Regions from separate parts of the Capra hircus genome. Here region 1 is linked to region 2. Evidence: chromatin contacts called from public Hi-C data. All regions are on one chromosome and are shown on one strand. Each heading gives the region's core, a stretch centred on a gene start, on an enhancer-like site or on the middle of the called end of the contact. The rest is flanking DNA. Distances are from core to core; before and after follow the strand shown. Region 1 has its middle 100 kb from the start of TRNAE-UUC. Region 2 has its middle 44 kb from the start of LPXN.

Region 1 (2,700 bases), core at 131-2,630, 410 kb before region 2:
GATTATGACTCCAAAGAGACGCCGCCTCTCGTGGAAGGGGGTAGGCGACAGTCTCCTTCCCACTTGAGTGAAGGTCAGGGTTGGAAGGGAATCTGGGGACCGAGGGATTCAGCACTCGGGGCTCACAGTTGCAAACTGAAGAAATAAACTCCGGTTTTTACGAATGGAAGGAACAGATTGAAATGATATTGGGTGGTTCGCAGATACACTGGGAAGGCTGCAAATATGGACCCTGAGATAGACAGGAGAAAGGGGTCAACCAGAGACATGAGCAAAATTCATAGACTCCTACGGCTAATGATTGCACCTGCTTCATAATATAATCCAGTGATTTCTCACCCTGAACAAGAACACTCACTCCCCCTTAACAGGAGATGACTTAACCTATAGACTGATTGAATTCATGACTAACGTCCAAAATAACTGAGTAGGAGAAGAAAGCAAAGGCAAAGTATTTTACCTACATATCATCATCTGTCTGGTCATGACTAGAAAGGAAATACGTGTGGAACCAGAATCCTTCCTACAACCTGTCCGTGAGGCATATTTTCGAGTTCCTTCTCCTGCTACTGTTATGGTCTGAAAGTTCGTGTCCTTTAAAATTCACATGTTGAAACATGGCCCCAGGTGATGGCGTTAGGAGGTGGGGTCTTGGAAGCTGATTAGGTCACGGGGACAGAGCCCCCAGGAATGGGATTAGCATCCTTATAAATGAGGTCTGAAAAAGCTCCCTTGCCCCTCCCACTTCGTGACGGTGCAATGAGAAACGGCAGTCCGTGAACCAGGAGACAGGCTCTCGGTCACTGAATTGCTAGAGCCTTGTTCTTGGACTTCTAGCCTCCAGGACTGTAAGCAATACATTTCTGTTGTTTATAAGCCACCCAATTTATGGTATTTTGTTATAGCAGCCCAGAGGGACTATGATAACTACTATCTCAGCATGGGTCTTCTCGTTTCTAGAGCCTGAAGGAAGAATCCAGGTCTTGAAATTGTATTGGGAAGATGAAATCCCACGATGTAAGGAAGAGGACAAGACAAGGAACAGAGGCTGGGCCAGATGCAGTATAATGCAATGAAATGAGTCACTGCAAGGGTGAGTGTTCACAACGAGACGCAAGAGCTGGAGAAAACTACTCATCAGATAAAGTTTATCATGTTAGACTCCTCTGCAAGGAGAAACCGTAGCTGGGGTCGGTCCAGGGAGAGAAGAAAGGGACACCTGTGCACCCCGTTTCTTTTCATCTCTTGCTTCCCGTGCGCCGAGGCTCACCCCGTGGGGACCTGAGTCTCTTGAACTGCAAGCTGCATCACCTGGCCCCTCAGTGGCCACGCAGAAGCTCGGGAACCATACTCCTCAGTGCGACTGCTGCTCTGAGTCCAGAGGCTGCGGGGCGTTTGCGAGGTCACGTGTGGCCCAGGGTCAGTGTGGGTGCCAGTCGGCTGCGAGAGCTTGGAAAGAGGGAGCAGCATTTGGAAGGAGAACTCTCATTAGAAAGAAGAGAGTGATGTAAGGCTTGTGTCTAATACGATCCACCTCTTGTGTTACTCATCTATTTGTGCCCTCTCCTTATCTCTAGATTCTATGGAATGGTTTTTTTGTAAAACAGTGAAAATGCTGAGAAGGGAAGTACAAGCCAGTCCATCCAGAGGTCCTCATCCTTTCATTCATCACTGCTCAGCCATCCCTTTAAGGAGCCTTTAAGGGGACAACAGAAAATAAGACGGTTGGATGGTATCACCAACTCAACAGACATGAGTCTGGGTGAAGTCTGGGAGTCGGTGATGGACAGGGAGGCCTGGCGTGCTGCGGTTCATGGGGTCGCAAAGAGTCAGACACGACCGAGCGACTGAACTGAACTGAATTGATAGATCTTTTCTTCTCAATTCTCTCCGCTCCCATGTAATCAAATACTGTGAAATAAGATTTTTGTCAGACTGGGCTGAGCTTTTTGTTGTTCAGTTGCTCAATCATGTCTGACTCTGCGACCCCATGGACGGCAGCACGCCAGGCCTCCCTGTCCATCAGCAACTCCCGGAGTTTACTCAAACTCATGTCCGTCGGGTGGGCGGTCCCCTTCTCCTCCTGCCTTCAGTCTTTCCCAGCATCAGAGTCTTTTCAAGTGAGTCAGCGGTGAGCTTTGGAGAGGCACAAACAGCTAAAAGGTTTGTTTTCCTTTTTCGCCCCTGAAGTACTAACTTTTGACCACTTGGGGGCAGTATCACCCTGGTTGAGGCCTCCCCCGCTTCAAGGTGGTGGACAGAGTCCCCTCAGGGAAAACTAAGGCCAGAATGTCATCACAGTCCTCAAGTCTGTAGCTGATGCTGAGACACTGATTAATATTCTTCCTTTCCCTCCGCCATCACTAAATCCTAAATGAAGGCATAATATGGTGTTTCTCAAGTTGCTTCATAAAGATCACCCAAGTGTGTGGTCTATGTCACTGAAGATGGTGCCCCATCTCTGCTGAATAGCCTCCTTTTCCCAATGCTGCGAGTGCCATACTTTGCCTTCTCATGAGGACTGGATTGAAACCAAAAAAAGGAAACCAGGGCAATTCACAGATTGGGTCCAGTGGACAGAGAGAAGCCCAAGCAATGATCACCATCACATTTAAAATACGTACTGGTTTCCACTGTTGTTGTCTAGTCACTAAGTCATGTCTGACTCTGCGACCCCATGGACTGCAGCACGCCAGGCTT
Region 2 (2,700 bases), core at 106-2,605:
ATATGCTAATTCTCTTTTATTACTACCAAGTACCTTACTTCATCCTACACACCCGAAAAGGCACAGTGGATCCTCAGTAAAGGAGCTCCTCTCTCCACCTACACACCAAGCACTTTTCCTCTTTGCCTTACTTCTTGCCTTTCCCCGGGGTTGGAATGCCCCAGTTTTCCTTTCTCATTTTCCCTTGAAGATTCAAATTAAAGCCATCTCCACCATGAAGCTTTTTGCTGAGATTATGAAAAACACATGTGTGTCCTTCTATTTATAGCACTCTTCCAAATCGCCTTGTGATATTTTGTTGTTGTTGTTCAGACGCTAAGTTGTGTCTGATTCTTCGCAACCCCATGGACCGTAGCACTCCAGGCTCCTCTATCCTCCGTTGTTCAGACGCTAAGTTGTGTCTGATTCTTCGCAACCCCATGGACCGTAGCACTCCAGGCTCCTCTATCCTCCGCCATCTCCCAGAGTTTGTCCAAATTCACGCCCACTGAGTCGGGGATGTTATCCAACCATCTGTTTAGCTCTGTGCGTCGTCTGCCTCCTCTCGTTTGCTTCCTAGTTCCTCTCTCACTGCCCTCACCTCTGCTGCCAGGCAAGAAGCCCTTCTGTACAGACAAGCTCGTATTAGGCCTGGATGTGTGACTTTCCTAGGCTGTAAGCTCCTCGAAGATAAAGACTAAGGCTTACTCACATTTTCTTCAGGAGCCTAGAACCTGGCCTGAAAACAGAATGAGCCTATCGAATTTTGCACCTTCTATCTGATTCTCGGTTTAATAAAATGGAATAGGAACAGAGATGTCATTTGAGGAGCTCAACTTAAAAGAAATGTATTTGTCTCTAACTCACCAAACTAGCATTCAGATCATCAGACGTGGTAATCTTAAAAAAGCACTCTATGCTTCTCATTAGGAATGAAAATGGAAAAGTATCTATTTGTAGATTTGCAAACCCTGAGGGCTTCTTTGTGAAAAATAAAAAAGAGCAGCTTAAACTGGTGCTTTGAAATATGTCTCCCGCTTGCCTTTAAAAGAGAAACCAGCTGCGTCGGCTGTGTCCCAGGATGTCGGCCTGTGTAAACGCACAGAAGCTGGACCCTTCCTATAATGTCTCATCTCAGCTTCCATCTTAGCTGTTCCCTCTAGTATCATCTTCTTCATCTTGAGATGCATGTGTGCTAAGAAGCTTCAGTTGTGTCTGACTCTCTGCAACCCCATGGACTGTAGCCCGCCAGGCTCCTCTGTCCATGGGATTCTCCAGGTAAGAACACAGGAGTGGGTCGCCGTGCCCTCCTCTGGGGGATCGTCCCAACCCAGGGGTCAAACCCGTGTCTCTTATGTCTCCTGCGCCGGCGGGAGTGTTCCATACCACTAGCGCCGCCTGAGGAGCCCTGGAGATGGGGCTAATGTGGGTTACATGAGGCCATAAGGGTGGGACCCTAAACCAACAGGACTATTGTTCAAGAGGAGGAAGCACCAGGGAGACATATGCAGAGAGGAAAGGACACACGGGGACACGGGGGGAGGTGGCCACCAGCAAGGCAAAACGAGAGGCCTTCAGAGACGCCAAATCCGTGGACGCCTGGATCGCGGACTTCCGGCCTCTGGAACTGAACGAAAATACATTTCCCTTCTTTCTGCTGCGCAGTCTGCGGTATTTTGGTACAGCACCTCTGGCAACGCAAGTGTTGATGATGGCGAGGGCTCTCCTGGAGTTTTGTTGGAACTGTGGTCAGGCCATTGACAGGCAGCGACGACCGCAGCCTTGGAAGGCCCCTGAACTCTTGCCCCCTGGGCTCTGCTTCCTTAAGCTGGACTCACTGCTTTCTGTCTACAGGAAGCAGCTGACTGAATGGATGTCCTGTGCCGTGGAAATCCGTCTTGAGCGCTACTTTGTCAATATGTTGCTGCGAAGGGAGATTACCAGCTCACACTCAAGTTCTGCTCCTAATCTCCCAGCGTTTCAATTCCACCAGCTTTCGTCCTGGGCCCTGAAAAAGATTTCTAAAATCATAGAAATGCAACTAAAAGCCTGCTATATTTTCATAGTCTCCATGGAAATGCTAGAGATGGAAGCTGTACTGACTTCCTCACGTACCTCTTGGACTATTTTGTTAATGCCTTTTATGTGTGGTTCTTGGAGGTTTACAAAGCTCTTTCGCACTTATTATCTTGGTTAATCCTCAGAGCAAACCCACATGGGATTATTGCCCACATTTAGCATATTGTGAAACTGAAGTTTGGAGAAGATAACTAAGGTTCACACTGTCTGTAAATGGCGCACTCAGCCTCTGAACTTGGGTTTGTCTGATGTCAAGGCTACAGTTCTGGCCACTATATCCCAAACAACATAGGTTACACCACTGCGTCACCTTTCTTGCCCCAGGGCCCTCAACCATCCTTGAAAATTCACTTCGTGGGCCTTATTTCTGAGATGTATTTTGCACTGTTGAAGTAAAGCCTAAGAGAAAGTGTCCCAGGCAAGGGATTCTATAAGCAAGCATCAGCCCGGCTCTAATGCCATCACTAAAACTGAGTGATTGTGGCCAAGTTGTATAATTGCCATTTTTCCACGGGTAAAATGGAGATGCCCATTCTTATCCTCCCTAAATCCCCTCAACCATCGCTACACTTGATGAAATGCATTAAGCTTTCTAGAACGGGGGACATTTTATTTTATTTTAATTGGGGCAGAGTCGCTTTA

Evidence for each region. A called contact is a pair of places that touch in the nucleus more often than the background predicts.
Region 1: a Hi-C map of blood shows a contact between it and region 2, with 7 times the contacts expected there. The contact joins two enhancer-like sites. A contact is called at or near these places in 2 of 5 Hi-C or Micro-C datasets (blood and liver).

What each region holds. Positions count from the first base shown.
Region 1 is chr15:1,945,506-1,948,205 of ARS1.2, reverse strand. No RefSeq gene overlaps it. Among named protein-coding and RNA genes, the nearest start is that of TRNAE-UUC, 100 kb to the right of the region's middle. Within about 2 kb of position 1,380, at least 1 of the 5 cell types and tissues checked has an H3K27ac peak or open chromatin away from gene starts, as enhancers often do.
Region 2 is chr15:1,535,211-1,537,910 of ARS1.2, reverse strand. No RefSeq gene overlaps it. Among named protein-coding and RNA genes, the nearest start is that of LPXN, 44 kb to the right of the region's middle. Within about 2 kb of position 1,355, at least 1 of the 5 cell types and tissues checked has an H3K27ac peak or open chromatin away from gene starts, as enhancers often do.